Linked DNA regions of Mus musculus: all the other regions are linked to region 2. A link is a contact called in public HiChIP or PLAC-seq and promoter capture Hi-C data. All regions are on one chromosome and are shown on one strand. Each heading gives the region's core, a stretch centred on a gene start, on an enhancer-like site or on the middle of the called end of the contact. The rest is flanking DNA. Distances are from core to core; before and after follow the strand shown.

What was found. HiChIP or PLAC-seq counts read pairs in DNA pulled down with a chosen protein or histone mark. Capture Hi-C pulls out chosen DNA fragments and counts their contacts.
Region 1: an H3K27ac HiChIP or PLAC-seq map of embryonic stem cells shows a contact between it and region 2, with 6 read pairs. The contact joins the enhancer-like site here to the promoter of Folr1 in region 2. A contact is called at or near these places in 16 of 39 promoter capture datasets (the 3T3-L1 cell line, 3T3-L1-derived adipocytes, the HPC-7 cell line and 11 more), 1 of 15 datasets of contacts at CTCF or cohesin (large pre-B cells), 14 of 484 Hi-C or Micro-C datasets (CD4 T cells, the HPC-7 cell line, LSK cells and 9 more), 11 of 115 datasets of contacts at active chromatin or transcription factors (the HPC-7 cell line, embryonic basal ganglia, embryonic stem cells and 6 more) and 5 of 9 other capture datasets (adipose tissue, embryonic stem cells, liver and 2 more).
Region 3: a promoter capture Hi-C map of pancreatic islet shows a contact between it and region 2. The contact joins the promoter of Trpc2 here to the promoter of Folr1 in region 2. A contact is called at or near these places in 2 of 39 promoter capture datasets (liver and pre-B cells), 1 of 15 datasets of contacts at CTCF or cohesin (large pre-B cells), 2 of 115 datasets of contacts at active chromatin or transcription factors (both in embryonic stem cells) and 3 of 9 other capture datasets (adipose tissue, liver and pancreatic islet).

Annotation. Positions count from the first base shown.
Region 1 is chr7:101,682,409-101,686,430 of GRCm38.p6, reverse strand. All of the region lies in intron 2 of Clpb (ClpB caseinolytic peptidase B), which reads right to left. Among named protein-coding and RNA genes, the nearest start is that of Clpb, 21 kb to the right of the region's middle. Within about 2 kb of position 2,225, at least 21 of the 459 cell types and tissues checked have an H3K27ac peak or open chromatin away from gene starts, as enhancers often do. A contact at or near this core is called in embryonic stem cells and epiblast stem cells, where this site is marked.
Region 2 is chr7:101,868,484-101,872,355 of GRCm38.p6, reverse strand. It overlaps Folr1 (folate receptor 1 (adult)), which reads left to right and starts at 1,568. Exons shown (of 7, transcript NM_001252554.1): 1 at 1,568-1,747; 2 at 3,052-3,199. It overlaps Gm35597 (a long non-coding RNA gene), which reads right to left and starts at 1,645. Exons shown (of 3, transcript XR_378387.3): 1 at 685-1,645.
Region 3 is chr7:102,080,250-102,084,462 of GRCm38.p6, reverse strand. Trpc2 (transient receptor potential cation channel, subfamily C, member 2) reads right to left here and starts at 1,347. Exons shown (of 13, transcript NM_001109897.2): 1 at 1,277-1,347; 2 at 1-602. The coding sequence starts at 1,291. It overlaps Xntrpc (Xndc1-transient receptor potential cation channel, subfamily C, member 2 readthrough), which reads right to left. Exons shown (of 22, transcript NR_104582.1): 8 at 3,859-3,934; 9 at 2,853-2,980; 10 at 2,022-2,422; 11 at 1-602. It overlaps Xndc1 (Xrcc1 N-terminal domain containing 1), which reads right to left. Exons shown (of 11, transcript NM_001286689.1): 9 at 3,859-3,934; 10 at 2,853-2,980; 11 at 701-2,422. The coding sequence ends at 2,190.

The DNA.
Region 1 (4,022 bases), core at 976-3,475, 190 kb after region 2:
CTCTTTTAATGGACGAGGAGACAGGTGTAACAAGGAAAAATGACTTGTGAAGGGGTTACACAGCAGGTTGATAACCATTCTACAAATGGTCCCTCCTCACCTCATCTTACCAGTCTACCTCCAGTCAGTACCTCTCTTCATATAACACAAGGAAAAGACAGAAATTGATTTCAGTCAGCCAATGGCATGGTCCTGTGCTAGATTCTATATGTGGGCAAGACATGGCATCTACTCTAAAAGGAGGACTTAGGACAGCAGGATATCAAAGACCACAGTGTCAGAAATAGAGGACTAAGTCAAGAATTCAATTCAGCCAGACATGGTGGCTCCATCCTATAATCCTCAGGTCCAGGCAGGATGAGTCCCATGAGTCAGGCAGACCACACAATGAATTCTAGGACAGCCTGAAATGTAGCAAGACCTTGTCTAAACATGCATGCATGCAATTCCACAAAACATGGTCCAACCACTAGGCAGATGTCCAATGAGGAAAGGGCAAAGGATTTTCTCCATCTTGTCCTGATCTTCTATCCTATCTGGACTTCTATCCTATCTATCTAAGCTTCCTTCAGAATCACAGAAAGGACCAGAACTTCATCTACTGTTGTACTTCAGATACATCTACTTCAGAACCAAATGCTTCTATGATACCACAGAGTTTGTGCAAAAGCAGATTTTATTTCCCCACAGAAAATTTATACCCAGGTTTCTTACCTTCTTTATTATCCATGGCCATGAGAAGAGGGGACCAGAACAATCCATCACATTTTCCCCTATCCTCTCCCAGGGATACCCAGCTAGCCACCAAAAACAATGCTCAAAGGACATCCTCTCCATGTTCCTTGGGACCTATGAAACCATTTCCTTGGGAATGGAAGTTGTGTGGATCACAGGCATGCATGCGTGTATGTGGTGTGAACAACAGGGCCAGTATCCTTAGGATAATCTTGTTCTATTGACCTTTATACCAGCAAGAAAGGGGTCCTCTGTGCATGCCTTGTCTTGAGACACTTTGCAATACAAGACTTTTTATTTTTGTTTTGAAACAAAGTTTACTATGTTGCCTATATCAGCCTTGAACTTACTAAGCATCCCAAGCTGGCCTTGACTCATGAACCTCCTGTATTAGCCTCCTGGATGTTGGGATTACAAATCTAAGGAGTACAAAGGATATACTGCTGTTTTTAACTTGTGATAATGAAAAATTTGAACTACTTACATATATGGGTTTGTTTTTTCTGCAAAGACTCTTTTTTTTGTTAGTTTTAAGAAAAAACAAAAGAAAACTCTTGTAAGGCCAGTTCAGCATTGTAGTACATATCTTTCACTGGGAGGCTGAGGCATTAGAATTGCTGCAAGTTCAAGACCAGCCTGAAATATACACTAAAACCTTGTCTGGGAAGTCAGAAGCCCTGTGTCTAGTCTAGCGCAAAGCAAAGCTCTGCACTTACTATCCCAGCACCCTAAGCAGTCACACCCCTCAGTGAGCTTCACTGAGGTCAGTGAGGACTGCACTCTGCCATTTCCATATCCACACGTACATATCAGGGCAGGGCTCTGCAACCTGGGGCCAGTCACAGGAGGAGACCAGCCTCAAGCCCAGCTCGTGACTGACAATTACTCTCTGCAGCCTCTTGGGGCCAGGGTGTAATGGAAGACAGCAAGGATCCAGGCTCTGTGGTCACTTGCTGTGAAGGAGAGGATGCTAACCTCTCTCATGCAAGGTGGTTGTGGGGATTGAGAGACATAGCATACCTGTGGGGCTCTCTGTAACGTGAGGAAGAACCAGAGAAGTTCACTAGCACCACAGCAAACCCAACCACAAGTTATCCACTTGAGGTGCTGAGTTGGGGTGGGGAGGGCACTGTGTCTCCTCTGCTTTCCCTCAGAGCAGAGCATCCCCCAAAGTTAGGACTTCACAACCCACATCTCCCTAGTTCATTTTGCTGCTTTTTGTCAAGTAAATGCCCAGCAGGCACTCATTTCAAAGTCCTGAGCGGGCTGGGTATGGGGTGGGGCGGGGACTGCCTGCTGAGAGTAGTTGAAAGGGCCTCAGAGGCCAGAGAAAGCCACCCTTGCTCCCCCTGGTGATTTTCACCAATGGACAAAATGCGGCAAGTGAATTAATCTCTTTTAAAAAGAGCAATGCTTGTGACAGAGCACGGTGTCTCCGAAAAGGTTAGGATTCCATCATCCCTGAGATGATGAGTAGAATGCTTAATGCAGGCTGCCAGTCAGGGCCGAGCAGCCTGCGCTGCACTGGGGAGAGGGGGTGGGCACCGCAGGCTTTCCTGGGCTCAGACTTGTGGCCAGCTCTCTCTAATGAACTAACTCTTCTGCTTGGCGGGGCACTGGTGGGTGATACTAACTGGGGATGGCTCAGGGTAGCAGACAGGAGAACACAGCACACAGCTAGAGTTGAGTCCCAGCTTCTGCACAACTCCCAGGGTATACAAGGCAGAAAAAACCTCAGTTCAAACACATTCACTGCCAGCCATTTACTGAGGGGTGGCCCATGGATAAATGTATAACTTGGCTTTTCTCTGTTCCCTCCCACAACAGCTCCTGCTCACTGTTTCTGTTAGTGAAAGGACAGGACCTGGTTATGTATGGTGGTGCATGCCAGCACTCAGTAGGCTGGGGCAGGAGGATCACCATGAATCAAGGTCAACCAGAGCTATGTAACAGAACCTTGTCTTCCAGAGCTCGCCCCTCTCCCCGCCTTACTGTATATGTATATCATACATAGGGGTGTCAAGAGATAATAAGTCAAATAAATCAAGCCAGTTAAGACACTTGGTATATACTAAAGCACTATGAAAACAGCGATGCTTATGCCATTAGTATCATTGGCCATTTACACTAGTGATGGGAGAGGGCTGGGGGAAATGGCTCAGTGATAAGGGCTCCTTGCCACTACACCTGATGTCCTGAGTAAATCAGGATGGCATAAAAAATATAGCAATTACCCGAACATATCTGTGGATAGAAAATAAACTGCCACTGGGTGGGCAGTGGTGGCTCAAGCCTTTAATCTCAGCACTTTAGAGATAGGGGCAGGCAGATCTCTGAGTTCAAGGCCAGCCTGGTCTCAGAGCCAGTTCTAGGACAAGCAAGGGCTACATTGAGAAATCCTGTCTCGATAAGCAATCAAACAAACAAACAGACAAACAAAAAAATAAACTGCTTACCCCCGGTAAGGGAAGACAGTCAGTAGCAGAGCCTAAGAGCAAAGAAGGAAAAAAAGTCTTCTCTAGTAACCAGGGATGTGAGAGGCCAGCAGGCCAAAGGCCAAGAGGAGACGTCGCTCTTCTGGTGAGAGCCGGAGGGCAGCAGGCTGACCTCACTCTCTGCTCTGAGCACTTCCTTGCAGTTGCAAGTTCTATTGTTGTTTTCACAACAGTGACCACAGCATTGCTCATTTTTTCTTAATCATTTTCAAGTTTCATCCTCTAAGGTTTCCCTAAAATGGTCTGTTTCCTTCCCAGTCCCCCGTGCTAATCTGTATTAAAACAGTTAACATTTGGCTGCTTTGTCTAACTTCCTCAGTCACCAGTACCCTCCAGAAATGAACTGTTTTCATCTGCCCCACCTCCCACCCCATTCCTGCCCTGGCAGTTGGCACATGGGAGTTCTCAGGGTTGAGTCTCTCTATAGCACCTGCAAACACCAATCTGCCACCAATACTGCTCTGTCTTGTGGTGGAAAACCTGCGGCAGCAGTCTTTTTCAAAGTACTTAGGCTCCTGTGTATAAGTATGTTCGAGGCATCTCAGACTCAGGAGTGGGGACATGGTCTGGAGGGCTGATGGTCATGGGTTCTAACCACAGCTGTCAGGTACTTGATGTATTGCTCAGGATAAATCTACCTCTGTGGGCCTTATTTTTCTCTGCAGTCCCTATTACTTCTAAAACATTATCATTTTAAATGTGTGTAGCATCTAGAGCTGGAGAGACTGCTCAGCTGTTAAGTTATTCTCGCAGAGGACCTGGGTTTGGTTCCCAGAATCTATGTAGTGACTT
Region 2 (3,872 bases), core at 319-2,818:
CTGACTGCTCTTCCAGAGGTCCTGAGTTCAATTCCTAGTAACCACATGGTGGCTCACAACCATCTGTAATGAGATCTCATATCCTTTTCTGGGGAGTCTGAAGACAGCTACAGTGTACTTACATATATAATAAATAAATGTAGCCGGGCGTGGTGGCACACGCCTTTAATCCCAGCACTCGGGAGGCAGAGGCAGGCAGATTTTTGAGTTCAAGGCCAGCCTGGTCTACAAAGTGAGCTCCAGGACAGCCAGGGCTATACAGAGAAACCCTGTCTCGAAAAACCAAAAAAGCAAAAAAAAAAAAAAAAAATGTTTAGAAAGAGAGAAAGAAAGAAAGAAAGAAAGAAAGAAAGAAAGAAAGAAAGAAAGAAAGAAAGAAAGGCAGACTTTTATCCCAACAGTCGGGAGGCAGAGGGCAGGTGGATCTCTGAGTTCGAGGCCAGCCTGGTCTACAGAGTGAGTTCCAGAGCAGCCAGGGCTACACATAGAAACCCTGTCTCAAAAAGAAAAGAAAAAAAAAATCAGGCAGGAGAAGTAGTGTGGAGTCATAAGCCTTAGAATGCTGCTCCAGGATGCCTGATAGACTTCTCTCAAGCAAACGAACGACACCAGACTTGTAGACAAACTCCAGTGTCCACAGCCCTGAACAGTGTGAATGGCGCACATCGGGGGCCCGATACTCACCAAAGCTCAGGATTCTCTCCCCTGCAATCTGGAGGCCTTCTCTTGCTTCCTGGCCTTTAATCCCACTGTTGGATGTGGGGGGTTGTCAAACACCTTCCTGTTTTTTCAGCCTGGTCACAAGACACTAGCAGGCTGGGCCAGACTAGACACTGACAGTCAGTTTTGCTGATAATAAGCTGCTATCTCAGGGAGATACTTCTTGGACTGGCTCCAAGGTGACTGTGAAATTCTGTCCCTCCCTAGTGGTCAAATGATCTCAACACTTAGGCTCCGGATGGGTACAACACTTCAACATTCAGGGCATTAGGGCTCAAATGCAGTCAAATAGCTGATGGAGGTCCTACACAAGCTGCCTAGCTCTCCTAGCATCCCCCAGTCTCTGCTTGTTTTCAGGATCCTCCTGGTTGGCGTGCCTGGTTCCCTGACCTAAACCTTCTCCAGCCCAGGGCCTGGGCCACCCTTCTTCTAGTGGTTCTTCTCTATAGAATGCAGTCATTTTGGCTAAGCTGGTCTTTTTACCCTTTTGCACTTTTGGTCTCATGGCTTTCCCCTCTCCCCTCCCATGACCCAGCTCAGGGTCTTGTTCACTCTGGGCCCTTCCAAATGCTTTTCTGGCTAGGCTCTTCTCCATATCTACAATAAACTTTCTCCTCCACCATACCTAGGGGCTGTCATGGCCTCCTTTTTATTTCTTTTTTTCCTCACTCAGGCAGGAGCTGAGGCAGGGCAGGGTGTTCACTCCAGGCCCCAGCTCAATCTTCACCTCAAATCCTCACTGGAAAGGTTAATTATTCAGAAGCTGTAGAGCTCAGGAGCATCACCCAGGGGGCAAACCTCACTCTTGCAATAGAGGAGCCATAAAGGCCAGTTAATAATCAGCCCCGGGGCAGAGACAGCTTAGAAGGGCCTCCAGCTTTAGGCTTTATAGATACCTGGCCCACCCTTCCCCAGTCAGCAGGCTGATCTGGAAGTATAAACAAGAAAGGAGGCTGACGGCTCTAGAAGTCCCCAACCTGTTGTGATCTTCAGTAGACAAACACTCCTGGTGTGTCACAGGATTCAGGTACATGGCAGTGGCCAGGGCGAAGGGTAGCAAGACAGAACCAGGGACCTCCTGGGAGCCTGTCTCTCTTTGTAGGGCCTTGTTCTTTGGCTAATTTTCCCCCAGAGTCCAAATTGCCTCCTCTCTCTCCTTCCTCCTTCCCTTCTTCCTTGCCTTCCTTCCCCTCCTTCCTTTTCTCTTTCTCCTGACATTCACCAATGTAGTGGTCTCTACTATCTCACTTAAATTTCGGTTGAGACAGCTCCCACATCTATGTCCAATTTGGAGCCTTCCTCTGGGGCCACACACGCACAGGTAACTGATCAACAACTCCGAGTCTCCTGCTCAAATCTACTCCCCACTCCTTTATCCAACAGCAGCGCCATCCTGGGCTCCCAGTAAGGGATGGGTGGGGGACGGGGTCCTGTTTTGGCTGCAGTGAAATGTGGGTGATGTCAAAATTAGCTCAGATCCTTAAGGGTTCCCCCCACGCCCCCACGCCTGTAAAGATCTGTCACAGGAGTGGGAGGTGAGCAAGTGGAGAAGGAAAGGAAGCCTGGGCTTCCACAGCACTGAGGCTCTCGTCAGAAAGGTTAGGCCATCAGGGTCTTGTGACTGGAAGTGGGTGATAGCCTGGCTGGTGAGGTTGGGGGAACTTGTAGCTGAGAGAAGTTGGGGACATGGGATCTTCTGATTCTATACAACAGGCCTGGAAGTTGCAAGCCTGTGTTCTAGTGACAGTCCTGCCATTGGCTCTGGTGTGGTCCTCTGGGGCTCATCCTATTCATGTGTATAATAGGACATGGGTGTTGGTAGTGGATGGATTATTTTAAAGGATCTTAGCAGCTCAAGACACAATGTGAGGTGTTTGTTTGTTTGAGACAGGGTCTTTCAGTGTAGCCTTGACTATCCTGGAACTCTCTCTGTAGATCAGGCTGGTCTCAAACTTACAAAGATCTGCCTGCCTCTGCTTCCCGAGTGCAGGGATTAAAGGCATGCACCACCACAGCCCGGCTGTTTGTTTATTTATTTGCAATGCTGGGATTGAAACTGGGGCTTCACACATACTAGGCATGTGCCACCACCCAGCTGTTTGTTTATTTGTTTACTTGCAATGCTGGGGATTGAACCCAGGGCCTCACACATGCTAGGCCAGCCTTTGCCATACACATCCCAAGAACGGAGCCTGTACTATTAATCGCATCCCTACAGAGGCCTGCTGTTGCACACATGCAATAATTAACAGCTGAATGGCCTCGCCCAATCTCAGGCTCCATTCCTGGGCTGCATTCCCACTACCTGCTCCACACAGCTCTGTTTCCTAGGCCACTAAACCTCGGCCGGCTGTCTCCTGGAATGAAGAAAGCAAAGGAAGCCTAGAGTGGAGACAAAGAAGCCCGAGGCACTCTGAGAGCTGCCATCTTTTCCTTGTTTGCCGCCTGACACTTCTCAGCAGGATCCACATACCCTAAGGTACTCCCCAGCGTGTGTTAAAGAATTTGCTGATTTGGAAATGATGATAGGTCAGAGCACAGCCGGCCCAAGGGTCCACTGTAAGATAGTGTAGGTGGAGTCTGTCCTTCAGCCTAGCACTGAGCTCTCGACTCTCCCAGTCTGGGAATCCTAGGTGGATGCAGGTGTGGTAATGGTGGGGTAGTGTCCCATGTGGACCAGGATCAGAAAGCTTGACTAGGAATGTGGTGAAGACTTTGTAGGACTGTGGCTCATGGGAAGATGGAGAACACTGACTGGAGGGAGTTAAAAAGGAAAAAAGTTAAAAAAACCCAAAAAACAAAAACCACTGACTGGTCAAGATTCAAATGGGGGAGGGGGACTCAGCAAGGACTTAGAACATCTTAGTGATTCGGAGCATTTTGTAGGGGGAGGGGCTGGGGCAAAAGGTCAGATTTGGATGGGTAGTCCCTGCTGGGGGGACTTGGAGCATGCCCCTCAAACTAGGTCCAGTCGCACATAGATAAAATTGGCCTTTATTTGGAGACGGGTTTGTTCTTCTATGTTTAATCCTCGGGTGAAATGACCTGAAGATATTTGTGTCTGTTTTCCGCATGGTCAAGCAGGGAGTGGAGAGAGGCCTGGGCTGGGCCAGGTTTTCTGGGCTTTTTCCTGTGCTCCGAGTAGGTGGGTT
Region 3 (4,213 bases), core at 98-2,597, 210 kb before region 2:
GTGTTGATTCGGGATAGTGAGAACTTCAGCAGGTCGTATCGGCGGGCATTGCTGCACTCGAGGCAGGCACAGGAAACTGGGTGGGGCCGAGCAATGGTATGGCCCTGGTCCATAAGCAGCTGGGCAATCTCATACAGGTCCTTCTGGCAGGCCAGTGTGAGTGGAGTGACACCAGGGGCAAAGCGGGAGCCATCAATCGATGAGTCAAAGAAGGCTAGAGAGAAAGACTTGGTGTCTACTTTTCGACCTTTCTCCCGCTCCAGCCGCGCTAGCAGGCGACGCACCACTGCTGGCTGGTTTGTGTCCACAGCCACTAGCAGGGCTTCGTGGATCTGCCGAAAGTCGAATTTGACATTGGCCAGCAGAACATCAGTGATGACCTCGTGGCCCAGGCGGATGGCCAGGTTGAGGGCTTCCCTCCAGGAGCGGTCCTCAGACTCTTCCACATTCCGCAGAGGACCACCTGGCCCAGCACCCGAGGCATCGGAACTGGATTCCAGCAGCTGCTGCACAAGACCCAGCTGGCCCTCCTGGATGGCACGCAGGAGTGTGGGGGGGAATTTGAGCTTTTTGTTCACAATCTCAGTCCAGTTGGGCTGTGGCTAGGTGAAGGAGAGATAGCACTCTGAGTTCCCAAGATTACCTTCTGTAATCAGCTATCATGCCTTCCTCGTCCCAAACACAGATCGGCAACACATACTGTCTTGTTCACCATTTTATTATGTAGATTCACTTAGGAAACGCTAGTGTGGGGAGTGTTTACTCTGCTCACTTCCACTCTTATAAAAAATCCCACGTAGCAGGGCCCAGTGTCAGTTCCCTGAAGAGGTGATTAGAGTAGGTGGTCGGGGCCACACTAGGTACCTAACCTACACACAAGCACACAGAATCTGGCAAGAATAGGATCCCAGCTTGCTTGATCTTCTAGCTGTTTCTCTCTCTGAAGGACAAGTTCAGACACGCACACATGGAGGGTCTTCAAGCTGGGCTTTCCCTAAACCCTTTGTCTATGCAGAGGGCTCTAGCAGGACCTTAAGATGTTCCCTTCCACCACCCGCTCTCAATCTGTCTTCTACTTTGGGGAGCATCTCTACTCCTTAGTGTTTGGTCCTGTTCTTCTACCAGGCCCAGCCCTTTGCTCTTTTCTTCTAGGCCCTGGATCAGGGATCCGAGGGCTCTCCCACCAGCAGCAGCATCCCAGACTTGTCTGGCAGCAGGCTGTCCCTGCATCCCCGGGGACTGGGATGAAGAGGGGAGGAAAGCAGGGGTCTCTTACCGAAAGGGGGTCCATGGCTGCACCCACCTCTGTGGGCAGGGGCTGAATGCTTGAACTCCAGCTCTGCCTCTCCCTTGACTGTGCCTAGCATTCTCTTTTATTTCTACCCAAAGCCCCACCCTGTGCCCTCCCTTCATCAGGACCAGCTGCTCTCTCCCTGCCTCGTACCTTGGGGACAAGGGGAACGGGTGTTAGTGCCACATGATGACGTCTCCTGGGGAAAAAGGGAAGCGTGCACAATTCTTTAAAGCAGAATTGAACTACCACAGCTCCAGGGGAGACACTGTGGTCCAACTATCTCAAATAGTTGGAATGAGATTTGCTCAAACCCTTACAAGCCATGCCCAGAATCATCTACTCCTTAGAAAGGAATCTCTCTGGCTCCCTTAAGAACCATGTGAGTAGGAAGAGGGTTTTCATGTTACTGAAGATCCATTTCACACCCATGAGAAGTAAAGTTTCAGAGTCATCTGACTACATCTGAGACAGATACCCATGAAGAACACAGAAGGTCAAGGTCATATGGAACTCGTTAGTTTCACACTCAAGACTCATTCACTCATCTTCCCAAACAGCATAACTTTATAATTCCCAGCCATTATTTCCCCCTGACTGAGCCTCAGTTTTTCATTCAGGAAAATGGGCATTAGGTAACACATTCTAGATAGTATCCTAAGGCCTTGGAGAGATCATCAATTCTACCAAAGAAGTTCTAAGGGGAAAATATCCTTTGAGAATTGGGTACCATAGTGACAAAGCCTTGACAACAGGAATGGGGAGCAAGCTGGGTCCACAGTGTTCTCAGGCAGGCGGAGTCCTGAGTAATAGCTGGAGGGAGGGGACCCAACCCTTCTTAGCCACCAGAGATCCATTCCCCAGGCTCCAACATAAAGGGTCAACAGAACGTCACTGCTCAGGCTGGCAAAACTTCCCCACACACGCTGGCATGTTCTTCTATTTCTCTTGCTGAGAACTGTAATTCACAGATAGGGCACTGGACCCAGGAAGGTGGCGGCGAGCTCTCTGGGGAGGAGACCCACAGCACGGACTCCGAGGAAGACAAGGAGGCAGGAGAAGCTGGCTGGGGTGGGGGGCTCTCTCCACAAGTTGCAGCATGCTGGGGAAGAGTCTCAATACTGAAGAAACCTAAGGAGAAAAGGAGACAGTTAAACTGGGCCTGCTCCCAGGCAAGCTGCCATCCCCAGTTGCTGAAGGGAGTATCTGCTGCCACAGTGCAAGTGCTTGCTGAGAGACACTATCATATGTCTGCAGACATCCATCAGACATTTACTAGGCGGAGAGGGACATGGACATCCTTACAGAACATTGAGTCTACTGGGAAAGATCAGCTATGAGCATAAAGAACATTGCTGCCAGGCTTGGACAAATCAAAACTGTGTGTGTAACAAAACTGATTGGTATGTGTGTACCATATGCATGCACTTATGGAGGCCAGAGGCTGATACTTCGTATCGTATTGCTTCTCCAACTATTTGAGACAGGGTCTTCTATTGTACTTGGAGCCCACTAATTGTCTAGAACGACACCCACCCCCATGGTGATTGATGCAGTTCACCTGCACAAATAGGACACTGTCCAGCAGCCTGCACACCACCGTCATCACTTTTGGTCTGAGGTCGGTGCTGTCTTTGTCTTGTCCTTCCTGTCCTCCTATTTGGCTGAGAACTCGAGTTGGACAACGATCTGTGGGAAAGAACAGTTTAAGGGCAGCTATCTGGGAGAGACTACAAAGGCTGAAGGTATAGAATCTGGATCAGAAGCATGAAGAAGAAAGTGGAAAGAGTAACTGATTTTCCCACTCGATATGACAGACTTGGAGGAAAGCAGTTAACCTTCGAGCATTTGACAACAGAGCTTCTACCATTGGCCTCAGTTTCTAAAAATTAATTAATTTTGAAATAGGGTCTCACTATGTAGCCCTGTATATCCTAGAACTTAGAGGTAGACCAGGCTTTCCTAGAACTCAAGTTCGGACTGTCTTTGCCTTTCAGCTTCTGGGATTAAAGGCGTATGCCATCATGCCTAGCAGTTTTTCAATTTTAAAACTGAGATTATACACATACCATAAATTAGCCTTCGGTCCTAGCACTCGGGAGGCAGAGGCAGGTGGATTTCTGAGTTTGAGGCCAGCCTGGTCTACAGAGTGAGTTCCAGGACAACCAGGGCTACACAGAGAAACCCTGTCTCAAGAAAAAGAAAAAAAAATTAGCCTTTGGAAACATGGATTAAAGCTGAGTAACTAAGTATTTCTAGGACGTTTTCTATCAACCCCCAGGAAACTCCAAATGCATGTCAGTCACTCCACATTCGTCTGTCTGTCCCCATAGACACCAGCAAACACTGATTTCAGGCTGGCCTGAAACTTGCTGTGTATCCCACTAGTCCAGCAGTCCTAGTTGTCAAATGTATAAGCTTCCTGAGTGCTAGGATTACAGGTCTAAGCTGTAAGATGTACATTGTGATCACATGCAGTGTGCGTGTGACCTGATCTTCTGATTCTGGCTCACTATGACCGGGGAAGGGCTTAGGAGAGCAGCGGGCTGGGGAGGACGGCTGCCTACCTCCTTGGCTCCTGCACTTTCCTCCTCTTCCTTCTGCCCACAGCCGTCTTCCTGTTTGGTTCTTCTGCTCTGGGCTCTGCGTTAGAAATGCTCGTTAATAATTTCTTGTCCCCCAGACATGATGGCTCGTGCCTGTAAGCCCAGCACTGGGAGCAGGTTTAAGGTCAACTGGGATGAGTGTTAAGACATTCTTTTGAAAGACAAAATCAAACAGTCTAGCTATTTCCTGAAGGCCTCCACACTTTAACTTTTCTTTCAAGATATTCTATCTTCTCTGTCTGCTCAATTTTTTTTTTTTTTTTTTTTTTTGCTCATTCAATAAGGAAATACTTTTTCCTGTAAGGTCTTTCCCTGG